2 separate regions of the Pan troglodytes genome follow, and region 2 is linked to region 1. Evidence: chromatin contacts called from public HiChIP or PLAC-seq data. All regions are on one chromosome and are shown on one strand. Each heading gives the region's core, a stretch centred on a gene start, on an enhancer-like site or on the middle of the called end of the contact. The rest is flanking DNA. Distances are from core to core; before and after follow the strand shown.

Region 1 (6,372 bases), core at 1,720-4,219:
GAGAAATGAGAGGAGATTTTCTGCGGGGGATGGATGGCTTCAGTTACAGGAGAAAACAGAACCAGGACCCACGCACGATGGTCCTAATTCGCTTTCCCAGCAAGGATGTAAACGAAACAAGCCTAATGAAGTCAGATGCACCAACAGGTTTCTTTAACCCTGGGAGCGGGAACTGGAGGCCTCTGAGAAAGCTTAAACAGAACTGAGGAGGAAAAGTCCCTTGGTGCCCACCTGAAATTTACCCCTGGGGTATGGGACCCCGGAATGAGCCAAGACCTCCTCTCAAACTCACCACGAAATATATATATGCATTAAGAGAAAAAAATTAAGAAAGTCATCTCATCCCCTCACTACAAATCAAACCCAATTACTTTCTAATTTGAACACAATCTGATAACCAGCATACAAACAGGGATGTACACAAGAGCAAGAAGCTGCTTCCATGGTAACTGGCAACAGAATTTTCATGTAGCTTTGACATGCACGGTTGAGTTCCAGACCGCTCCTAAGTCAGCATATATCCCTCGCAGGGAAGGCAACTTCTCACCGCGAGATAGTTACAAATATAGTACCGTTGCTACTACCCGGTGCCTTCAATGAGCAGTCTTGACAGGGGAGGCATAATCTAATCCTACTTCTGCTGCCAAGCGTCATTGCACGACTCCCATTTTTAGTCAAAAAGCAATATCCCCGACCACAGCTTTCCACCGCCCCCCGGCTTTTTTTTTTTTTTTGCAGCCAATACAAGTCTATTGTTGCCTCTATTATGCGCCAGTTACCGAGCCTTTACTCACGCTCACGTTTAACTGACACTGGCGCTTTTTACAATGCAGCAGCACGAGGGATCTCTTTCAGGAACATTTTATTGAACCCATCCAGTCAGAGGCATCACCTGAAATGAAGTTGTAACCACACCGGCATCGGCTGAACCCAATTATCTCGTAACTCATAAATTAAGAATTCACAGAGGAAAAACACATAAACAACATCCGGAGACAGTGGCATGGAAGAAAAAAACCCTCAGCGCTGGAATTGACGCTGCTGCCAGACGCCCCCCAATAGGTTCCCCAAGCCGAGCTCCTTTGCAAGCCTATTTTGGGGGCAAGCAGCCAACCCGGCGTCCCCCAAATCTCAAGCTAGCACCCCTACACATCCCCCGTCTCCTACAGCGTGTCTCCTGCGGTGTTTACATAACTGTGTGTCCTCTAGCGTGTAAACAAAAGGCACAGCCCAAGCGGAGAGGCGCCCCTGAAGCGGCACCGTGGCCCCAACGCTGTGCCCGCCCGGGCCTGGGGCTCCGCAGGTGGGGGCTGAGCTCTCGGCGTCCTCCGCCACTTGTTGCTCCCGGGTCCTGCAGCTCTGGAGCTGCAAGGAGGGGCTTTGCAGGCTCAGAGCCCTGCTGCATCCCCTCCTGCATCGCCGCTCGCACCCCGCGGCCCCGTGCCACTCGGTCCCGGCGCCCGCCTGGAGCCTGCAGCAGGGGCCAGGGGACGCCGCGCGGCTGCCAAGCGCGGCGAGGTGGCGGGAAGGGAGGCTGGGTGCAGCACGGCCGGCCTCTCCTCTGGGGAAGAGCTCCGGCTCCCTTTTGTTAGCAAAAGCAAACACTGCCCTCTTCTTTCCCGACCGCGCCAACGCGCCCGGCACACGGGCAGCCACACATCGGGCTCCAGCCGAGTGCTCGGTGTCTTCAGGGAAGGCACCGGGCGTGCAGGGCCGCCCCTAGGCAAATTCCCAAGACTGCTCTTCACGCAGGGAGCGCGCGGAGGCCCGCAGGGTGCCCGCCTGGCCGCAGAGGCCGCGACGCCCCCTCCGCCACCCTCGGGCCGCCGAAAGAACAGGCAGCCGGGAAATCCCGTGTCCCCACTCGTGGCAGAGGACGCTGTGGGGCGGGCGGGCTGCGGGCTCCCGGCGCCTTCCCGCAGAGGCGGCGACAGCGGCCGCCCCCCCCGCGGGGCCGGGCCGGGGAACTTTCCCCGCCTGGAGCCGGGCCAAAAAGACCCGCAGCAGAGCCGAGGGGGCGGAGGGCTGCGAACGGCCGGAGGGAAACACGAGAGGCGTGCAGTTTGGGGACAGGGGAGAAAGGCAGAGCGCGTTGGGGGAAGGGGCAGGGGAGATCAGACAAGTCTGGGGATGTCCTGGGGACCGGGGAGAAATCACGCCGCGGGCGGCTGGGAGTCAGCCACCAGGAGGCTTCGGGGATGGAGAACTGGGGGGGTCCTCTGGAGAGGTGGGGGCGAATGGGCAGCCCTGGGAGGTGGGAGGATCTGCAAGTTACGGGGAAAACGGCGAGTTTAGAAGGGTCCGGAAGGGTTGAGGTTGTCTTTGAACCATCCCCTTCCCCCATGCTTTACAGCCCCCGGGCCCCCCATTCTCACTCCACTCTGCACCCCGCGCCAAGCCGGGGAGAGAAGGTGTGGGTGCAGCCATCCCTGGGGACTCTCATTCACACTTAGCCGGGCAGGGGAGAAGGGGCTCACAGATCCCCTCAGCCCCTTCCCTCTCAGCCCTGAGTTTCCTCTCCACACTCCCTCCGCTTCGGATTTAGGAAGTGGGGGGAGGTTGTCATGGAAACGTTTCCCCCCCTCTGTGGCTAAGGCTACTGGGGTGCCTTCGGAGATTTAGGGGCCAACCGGTCGGTGCCCACACCTACCTGTGGGGATCAGTGCCGCGGCGGAGAAGAGCAACAGCAGAAGCCGGAGCCGGAGCCCGGGAGGCGCCGCCGCCGCCGCTGCCGCCGCACACTGGGATCCGCTCGGCAGCACTACACTCGCCATGTCGGGCACCTGCCTCAGACTGGCGGCGTTGGCTGCCTCCAGAGCCCGAGCGGACAGCTAATGAGATGCTAATGACATGCGCTGGAGGCGGAGTCCGGGCAGACCAATCACAGCGCCGCGAGCCCAACCCGGCTCTTGGAGGGCCTCGCCCCCTCCCCCACCCCGCCCCCTGGCGCTGGCGTTCGGCGGCGCGCCCGCGCCACCTAGGGGCGGGGCCAAGGGGAGGGGCGTATGCAAATATGTTTATGTTAAAATTCGGTTTTGCTTTCCCCGGATCAAGGAAAAAGTGTTCTCCCGGGCGCCTGGCGTGCAAGGACTCGGGCTCCAGGGGGCGGGTCTAGCTTCTTGTACACCTTTATTAGGAATGTTTATAGCAATCGCTGTATCAGACCGACGACTGGAGAATCTCCCTTAAGAGGGTCCTCTGTCCCGCGCACCGAGTGCATCTGGCCTAGCGAACCAGACGTTGCAAATTTCCGTCACTCACCTTGCACCGAAGGAATAGATCTTTGGGAACGGGGGCTGTGCGGGAGTGGAGAGTAAGAAGGCAGGTCCCCGGATTGACAAAACAATCTGGGAGAAGTGCATGCGTGCTTTGCACGTCCGGCGGAGCGGGAGAGCCCGCTCAACAGCCTAGCGGTAGACTCGGGGATAGTTGGAGAAGGCAGCCGTAGAGTCGGGTTCTGAGATTTTCCAGTCGGTCTTTTTGCGGCAGAATCTCGGGAAAGGTAGATCGAGGAGGGTATGCTCAGGCTCCTCCGCTTGTCGAGGGTCTCCTCCCTGGTTTTAATATATAGGTGTGTGTTGAATATATGTGTGAAATATTTGTAATATTAGATATTTAAGATTACACAACAACGGAAAAAATTAGTCAAGGCTTCAGGTGAAGAGCGGGGGTGGTGGGAGTTGGGGAGAGGGAGTGTGGTGAAGGCAGGGTCTGCCGTGTTCCTCCTTCGGGGCTCAAACCCTCTCACTCCTCCTCTGCGCCCCCAGCCCTTCCTAAGGAAGCTGGGGACCAACAGGTGCTCCGAGCTTCCCCTGTCTCTGGGAGAGCCTCTCCTGCTAAAGCGACTTGCATCTCCGGACTCACTCTCCCTCCCCGAAATTCTCTTTGCTTTCTTTTCAGCCAGGCAGCCGGCTCTCTTGTTTGTCTGCTTTTTAATTACTTATTTTCTTCCCCTCTAGAAGATCGTGTGCGCTCTGACCCTCTGTTGCTCAAGCATCAAATTGAAGGACGAGCCATATTAAGTGTAAAGGTTTATAATAATTTAAGTATTCATAGAATGCAGAACAATAAGATGTAGGAAATACAATTTGCATAATAAATATCAATATCACAACAGCTAAAACAAACCATGACAAATTATCTGTGGCTAAATGACCAAGAGATTACTGAATGTAAATTGCTAAGTCTGAGCTATAGTCTAGAAGAGCTGCACCAAATGACTTCCCCAGCCTTCTGTCCTCATCTTGCTATAAAATAAATAAATAATACATATCAAAAAGGAAGTCATGATCTGCCAACCCACCAAATGAGTTACACTTAAAAACAGCCTCCTATTATCCATTATGCATAAACTAATTTCGAGACTGCCCGGTCTTCACAGCCCTGGATATTCTGCTCTGTAATTACAGGCCCCGATGCATGAACTGCAGGCAGTCCTTCAGAAGTGGGGAAAGCTCCAACAGGAGAACAGCACTACAGGAGACAGGAAACCATTGCCACGTGGGTGCCAGGATAATGCCCAGTCTGCAAAGTCCTACCTGTTCTTACTACCTCTGGCAGTGAGGTACCTGGGTCGGACCAAATAGAGAGCAAAGTTCCACCAAAATTGGAATAAAAAATTTAAGGCCAGCCGGGCACGCTGACTCATGCCTGTAATCCCAGCACTTTGGGAGGTTGAGGCAGATGGATCACCTGAGGTCAGGAGTTCGAGATCAACCTGGCCAACACGGTGAAACTCCGTCTCTAATAAAAATACAAAAATTAGCCAGGCGTGATGACATACACCTGTAATCCCAGCTACTCAGGAGGCTGAGGCAGGAGGATCACTTGAACCCAGGAGGCGGAGGTTGCAGTGAGCTGAGATCGCATCATTGCACTCCAGCCTGGGCGACAAGAGTGAAACTCCGTCTCAAAAAAAAAAAGTAAGGCCATATGTATGCTGAAAGTGATATGTAAACTATAAAGGCAGGTCCTATATGGCAAGAATCCTAACACAGAGCCTGGCACATAGTAACATTATTATCTGCCGTTACTATTATTACTACTCTTGCATTCATTGAATTCTTAAGTATTCTACATGCAAAATCTCATTTAATACTTGAAACAATCCCCAAGGTACATACTATTATTATCTTTCATTTTATATTTTTTAAACATGATTAGAAAGATTAAGTAACTGCCCTAAGATTACAGTCTCTAACTTGCAGAAAGAGCCTATGCAATTAACCACTGTGCCTTTCTAAATATCCGTAAAGTGAATGAATAAATTTCACATTACAATGCGTGAATAATAAGCAAAGGATAGCTACATTTTTAACATAAGATGAAAATATGCCAGCAACCCAGAAACATTTTTTTTTTGAACTAACAGAATTGCAGTATACTCCTAAGGAAAAACATTCCTCATGAAGCTGAATCTCCAGGAGAATCTAGCCAGGCCCCAGTCCTCCCACACTCGGAACACAGTATGGGGACATTGGAAGATGTGGGGTGTTTTCATCTCCCTTCATTCTCTTGGCACATCAAATGAACACCTACTCAAATTTCCAGTTGGCAAAGAACAACATGGGACATTTCTGTAGGAAATGCTAATGTCGTATGATTTACCTCACTAGAGGAATGCAAATAGCTTTAGAAATTTCCACCAAAATGTCCCCTGTGCCATAAGGTTAAGGAACTTGCACGTACAATTCCCCAGGTAAAGAAACTGAGTCCTGGGGCACATTTAGACTGGGTCTACATGCAAGAAGCAGAGCAGAGAATTTAGGATTAAGCTGTTTCTAGTCTATCCACTAGCCACACGCCTTTCCCACCCCCAGCTCCTTCACACTGAAGATCTCGCCAAGCAATTTAACATATGGAACATGTGAAGAACGCATCAAATTCCCGCAGCCGCTAAGTACAAGTTATGACTACTCTGGCTTTCTCATAGTAAAGCTCGTCATTTTCTGCTTCATGGACTAGAACTCCTCGCCAACTACAAGTTCCAAAATTTTCCCCTTTGCTACATGGATTTAACCAATTTTGAAAACCAGATGGTGTTTTTGCCATTTATAACTGATAATCAATTGTTTTGTGAATTTAATTTTTCAAGAAAGAACTGAAATACTTATCAGAATTACAATCTGGGTGCTTCTTGTGTTTGAATATAATTGCCAGAAGCACCAAGAGCCCAGGTTTTCCTTTTCTTTTTTTTCTTTTATTGTTGTGAGAAACTTTAAAGAGCAAGAGTGAGAGCAAGAGAGAGAGAGACCTTATATTGTTTGCTTTCACTAAAACAGTTAAGAAACATGGATAAACATATATGAAAAATGATCATTAAAAGATGATTCATGTTTTGAGGACTACATCAGAGACAATCTATGAGAACTA
Region 2 (6,372 bases), core at 2,644-5,143, 260 kb after region 1:
GACTTCATCTGGCTTAACACCCATGTCTGCCTTCTCAGTTTCAACCTGGTTCACTCCAGGCAAATAAGGTGATCATTTTGCCCACTTTGATTCTAGAGAGAAACAAAATTCCTTCCGGGGAGGTTTACTCCCTGAGCCAGCCCACTGGCAGAAGGGATCCTGCCATTGTTCAGCTGATACCCCATCCCGGCACTTCCCGAATGCTTATCCTTTCTCTGGCAAGTTAACTCTAGGCAGCAGCATCTCCAAGTCCCACCTTCATCTGAAGAGATCAGATCACTTTTCTTCGATTGAAATAGGCATGCAATTCTGACAAACATAAGACTTGGGAGAGGGGTTAGTTTCTACAAAGCCATGTTGAGTGTCTATATTAGTTGTATTGGGAGAGCTTTTGCCCATGAGGTATTTCTTTTTGTTTTGAGTTTTCATCCTGTTTATTTTAGGAAAATAAAGATTGACTAGCCAGGTGCACCTCTCATCCTAAAGAAACACATTTGTCCATTATGTTTCAAAAGAGAGGTGAAATCTTCCTAGTTACTTGGAAGTCCTCTATTGGAGCCAAGGGCAACAGGTCCAAAGTGGGAAACTAGACCTAGGGCCATCTACTGAAAATCTCAATCAGGTAGGAAATCTCAGGCTGTGATGGGAATGTGGATGGTCATTCTTCCAAAGTCCCATTTCCATTTTTCCCCTGTGTCTCTCTTTTAGATGAACAGACTTAATCAAAGATTGAGGGAGATGTGCTGGGATTAGATGCAGTTCGAGATGCAGCTGAAGAGTCTCATGCTTCATCTTTTCACTCCCAATATAAAAATCAAGGGAAATCCCATGGAGTGGGAAGAGATTCATTTGTCCCTTAAATAAACAAAACACAAAGCACTCAGGAATGTGAAGAAAAGAGCTCTGAGGAGATACAGTCATGAGGGGCTGCACGTGTAGCACCCGAAACATTCCTCTGGCTGGGTGCGGTGGCTCATGCCTGTAATCCCAGCACTTTGAGAGGCCAAGGTGGGTGGATCACAAGGTCAGGAGTTCAAGACCGGACTGACCAATATGGTGAAACCCCATCTCTACTAAAAATACAAAATTAGCCGGGCGTGATGGCGCTTGCCTGTAAGCCCATCTACTTGGGAGGCTGAGGAGGAGAATCGCTTGAACCCAGGAGGTGGAGTTTGCAGTGAGCCAAGATCATGCCATTGCACTCCAGCCTGGGCGACAAGAGCGAGACTCCATCTCAAAACAAAACAAAACAAAACAAAGCATTATTTCTGAGTTTCTCCCTTTATCCCTGTCATACCTGACACTCAATTGTCCCTTTGGGCTCAAGACAGAAACAAAGGAAATTCTGTCTCCCACTTCCTCGAGTTATCTAGAGAAAGGCTATTCTAAAATTGAAAAAAAGCTAAATGGAAATGAAGAAAATACAAAAATTCACAATAATCTGCCGCTTAAAATACAGGTATTTGTGCAATAAATGATCCTAGTGATTGGGCAGGGAAGCCCAGCTTCACTCCACATGCTGTCTTTTGGGGTCTGCCAGAGGCTCTCTCTTTTAGTTCTGGAGCTGTTCCCCTTCTGAGCTCTGAGGTGAAGGTCTAGTCAGGTAAATGTCTGACAGTCCCTTATAGCTATTAGTAAAAAGGCGAGCTGCTGTCCCATCCCCAGGGAACGGAGCACCCCTTAACTTCCTCCAGGATCCCACCTATGAGGAGCGAATGCGAACAGTCCAAACACACCATCTGTTCATTGAGGGGAGGGGTGAAAGAGCCTTTTCTTCCTAGGACCTTTGACAAATTCTGGCAGTGTCCACGGCACTGTAAAACAAAACAAGAGAAAATTCAAGCTCATGCTGCCAGTTCGGTTTATTTCGGTTTCTCCTTTTCTGCAGGCATCAGGTACATTATAGACAGGAAAATTGCATTTCAGAAACAGCACCTGTCGGAGCTCGGCAGGCAACACCCCCAGCCCCCGTCAGCACCAAATGGTTTTAATTAACTTTGGACACTTCCGTGCCTCGCACTTTATTTCTGAATGTTATTGAAAGTTGTCAGAACTTGTCTCACTTTTTTTCTTTTATTATTAATGTGTAAATACAATGCCTCAGGAGTGTTACTAAAACACAGAATCTAATCCCAGGAGATTAATTTATGAACGCAGCATAGGGTGAAGTTGCATCCTGGAGACTGCAAATTGATGTTGGTAAGAGCCACAAGCATCGGCCTCTCCAAACCCACGGGGATCCAGAAGGCCGAGGGGAGTGGAGGCAAGGAGGGATGGTGGGGGAGAATGACTCTGCCGATTTTTGAGACACCCCCAGGAAATAGGACCTTAGGTTCCTCTTGGTGGGGCAGATGAGAGTAAGGCTACCTTTCTCTCCTGATGGGGCAGTGTCCCCTGCAAGTCCATCCATTAGCCAAGTCCATGGGCATTTATTGAGCACTTATGCCACATCAATCTATGCTCGGCTCTGTGGGAATCAAAACAAGCAAAGCAGTAGTTACTGCTTGTGATGACCTTATCTCTGTGGGGGTGGCGGGGGGAGTCAAACAGGCATTTGAAACTATTGGAGAACAAAGCCAGACTCAAGCAAGTATGGGATTGTGTGCAGCAGATTTTAAGTGCACAGTTCTGGTGGATAGGAGAGTCGGTGTGGACTGCAGTGGTCAAGTTAAGTCTGGAGCAGAGGAGTTGCTGGGTGGATATGCTAATCTCAAGCATAAGGCAGGGGAGTTAAGGATGGGGCGCCCAGGGTCCTTTGTGCAGAGCAGGGCAGCTTGGCTACGGTCATCTTTATTTCCTCGAAGGCCAGACAATCTGCGGGGAACGTGGGGAGGGCTCATCTGTTTAGAAGCTGTGCTTTAGGCAAGCTTGAGAAAACATCTGTCCATCCTTGTCCAAAGTGGGTAGCTAAGGACCCCTGGCAGAGAATCACCCATCTTGGGAGCTCTGAGCACCAAGGAGGAAAGCCCTCCGAATTTGAGCGGTGGTTCTCAATGGGAAAGAGAAAAGGAGTTTGCCCATAGCCAAGGGGAGAAGCTGGAGCAGGGTTAACCTGCGGCTTGGGGTTCAGTTGAGCAGGCTGGGTGCCCGGCATGGGAGGTAGAGGTAGGGAAGCTGGGCCTTCCCTTCATCTTTTCTGCGACCAGGGACGGGTGGCACCTCGTGGTCCGCAGGAATACCTGTGTGGCGGGCTGGCGTTTGGCTCCTGCCGGCTCCTGGAGTATGCTGGGGGTCCACCCCCCGCCTCCCTGCGTCCCCTTCTCCAGCCTCGCCTCCCCCCTGCGCTTCCCGCCTCTGCATCGCCGCCGGCCCCTTCACGCCTCTACCCTGGGCGGGTTTGGGGTAAGGGCCGCGCAGACCCTGAGGGAAGGCCCGAGGTCGCCGGAGCTCCTCCTCTCGCGGCTGAGTGAGGGTCTGGGAGGCCAGATGAAGGGAGCTGCTCGGCTGAGCTGCGGACCAGCGCGAGAGCAGCGGGCAGTGGCGGACCAGCGCCAGGGCAGGGCAGGGGTGGACAGAGGGCTCTCCCCACCCTTCCCTCCTCCAGTGAAAGTACCAGAAGAGATGGCGGCCGCTCCGCCGAGTGTCATTACCGCGGAAGCAGCGGAAGCCGGCGGCAGGAGTGGGCCCGAGAGCCCGCGGCCAGTGGCCTGCGCACCCCGCGCCCAGCGCCCCCACCGCGGGTCATCAGTGTCAGCGTTGACGGGTCCCGGGGAGCGGTTGCAGGGCGGCGGCGGCGGCCGGGTCATCAGAAGCACAGTGGAGCCGCCCCCTGCTTTGGGAGGAGCAAGAGAGCCTCTCGCTTGCCTCCCGCTCGAGCTCCTTCTCCTCTTCCTTTTCCTAGCGCTTCTCTCCCTCCCTCGGCGGGGTCCGCAGAGACAGCTGGGCAGGCGGAGGCTGCGCGCCTCTCGCACCTCCACGCCCACACTCCCGCCGCCTCCCCCTCGGCCTGAAAGATCTGCGTCCACACCACCCTGCACCCAGGGCCTGTCAGGTTTTGCAGAAGTTTGCTGAGGGTCCTCACAGGGGGTCTCCCAGGGGAAGGGGTGGAGGGCTGGAGGGGCGGCGGTGGGAAGAGGTGGCAGACGCCGCCTGGCAACGGAGACCCTACCCTTTCTAGAAATTCAGAACGCAGAGAAACCAGTGCCCAGCCCTGCTCTTCAGCAAATGGTGTATTTCAGCCCGAGTTTCCTTCCGGGGGGTTGGCTGTGAGTGTGTGTGACCTCCCAGATGGCGGCACGGTTCAGATCCCATGCTCCCTCTGTTTCACAGCTGCCAGAGACAGACTCAGGGATTCCGGGCTTTGGAGGAAGGTCAGACCATGGCCTCCTATCTCCTGTTGTCTTCTCCCCTCACTCATCACCCGCTGGCCACCCCACTCTCTGCACCCCACCATGCATACATACTGTAGACCTAATCACTAATTAGCCCAAGGGTTGACTGAGCGTGCTGGTGAGAGTAACAGGCAGGTGGATGGGGAGGTGTGATGCTGCGCGCATAGTAGGTGCTGAAAACATGCAAGGGCACGATGCACATAAGCTAGACAGAGCCCTTGGTCCTGCTGGGTGCTGGGGGAGTGAGATTCAGAGCAGCAGACCATCAGCCGGGTAGACAGAGGTCATGGCCCCAGCAGCTCAGCCCCATTAGCTAGGCTGGTGGGAGGCAGCCAGTGCTTTTGAGGGCTCAGACAATCCCTGCGATTCAAGGGCTGCTCTTTGGAGCTGCTGCCAAACTAATCTCAGGCCTGCAGTCTTGGGCCTTTCCTTTAGTCTCAGCCCACTTGCTGACTCTGCCCTTCAGAGGAGGCCCACTGCCTCCTCCTGGGGCTGAGGATTAACCCCTAAAAACTGAGTTTTGTTTGCAGAGCTATCTCCAAAGCTGAGGGAGCCTCTGGAGTCTCCTGTTCTTGCTGCTTGTTGACTAGGGGGATCCTTGAGGTCAGATGGTGCTGGCAGCAGCTCAGCCCCTAGCCCCAGACACATATTCAGTCTGCAAATACAGCAGGAAATCTTTCTCACCTGGCCCAGCCATCAGTCCTGGCTTGCCCAGCCCTGCAGGGCACTGCCTAGTAGGCCTTTTCCTACAAGCTCAGCCCCACCCAGCTATGGAGCCTGCCCTAATTGGGCTAGGAGGGCACTAGCACCTCCCTTTTACTGGCAGGGGAAGTGCTGTACTCAGATGTCTGCCCACAGATTCAGGATCCAGTATGTTTGTGGCAAACACCCTTCCCTTGATCACCACTAAAGTGGTTCCATTCCTAGTGCTGGGACTCTGCCTTAGTTTCCTAATTAGCACTACAGCCCCCTGAGCTCCAGTCCCATCTGACTGAGATACTGGCCTCCTCTTGGGCCCTTTCCCACCCACATCCCAGGGAGTGGAGCCTCTTCTTCTTGGCTTCAGGACACTACTGAGATCATGGTTTGCCAGGCTGCTCATTCACAGCCACAGCTGTGTTGCTTTTCTGCCTTTGAGGGTCTTTGCTGCCAGCCCCCCACTAATTGTTGGCCTCCCCTTTCCCCATGGGTACCAACTGCATGCTGAGTCAAGCTGAAGATCCCCTGCTCTACTAACTCAGTCTGCCCCCTATAGCCTGTCAGGCTCCCTGTACTGTCTCTGCATCTTCTCTGGCTTGATGGAGAGCAAGGAACAACAGTGAGCTTTACAGTTCCTTCTCTATTTATGTATTCTGCATTATAGCCCTCTAGATTTCGAACCCCTCACCTGGGCTGAGTACCTTACCTTTCAGTAGCCCTGATAGATGAGGCTCTTCTTTGAGAATCTGAGGGGCGATTATGAGTGAGAATCACTCGTAGTGGTTATACCACTTAATTGGGTGCTTTCTTGGAGACAGCTACTGTTCTAGGCACAAGGTAACAGTGGTGAGAAACCAGCAAAACAACCCAAGGTACAACATGAGAGAAGCTATAACAGAGGCAGATGCTAGCAAGAGAGAGGGTGAGTCGGGGAACCTCTGACCTTAGACTTCATCGAATCCGTTAGTCCCTCCCAGTCTAACCCCAAGTAGATAAAGTGGTCAGGGGAAGGAAAGGGAAGAACAAGAACAGAGCTGAACTGGATACAGGGAGCCAGTGTGGGTCGGGAAGCACCCAGATTTCCCACTGTGTGCTTTGTGCTGTGTGGGTTGAGGAGAAAAATAACCCTGTATTTGACTACCCAGAGCTTAATTGCGATGGAGGTAACAGAGTCTTAAAGTAAGTAACTCTAATAGAAGGCAGATGATAAAAGTGCTATAATGGGTGTAATCAATATATTACTAATATATGGGGAAGTGGGCACTTTGCTGAAAAGTTTTGAGGGCGACTTCGTGGAGATTTCCTTGATGATATATCGTTATTAAACATTACTCTGAAATAA

The links. HiChIP or PLAC-seq counts read pairs in DNA pulled down with a chosen protein or histone mark.
Region 2: an H3K4me3 HiChIP or PLAC-seq map of stem cell-derived excitatory neurons shows a contact between it and region 1, with 8 times the contacts expected there. The contact joins the promoter of LOC740871 here to the promoter of CADM1 in region 1. A contact is called at or near these places in 1 of 7 Hi-C or Micro-C datasets (stem cell-derived neural progenitor cells) and 1 of 1 datasets of contacts at active chromatin or transcription factors (stem cell-derived excitatory neurons).

What each region holds. Positions count from the first base shown.
Region 1 is chr9:117,446,647-117,453,018 of NHGRI_mPanTro3-v2.0_pri, forward strand. It overlaps CADM1 (cell adhesion molecule 1), which reads right to left and starts at 2,970. Exons shown (of 10, transcript XM_009424220.5): 1 at 2,651-2,970. The coding sequence starts at 2,774.
Region 2 is chr9:117,709,935-117,716,306 of NHGRI_mPanTro3-v2.0_pri, forward strand. LOC740871 reads right to left here and starts at 3,894. Exons shown (of 2, transcript XM_009424222.5): 1 at 3,591-3,894; 2 at 1-1,814. The coding sequence starts at 3,746. The coding sequence ends at 1,632. All of the region lies in intron 2 of LOC104001332 (a long non-coding RNA gene), which reads left to right.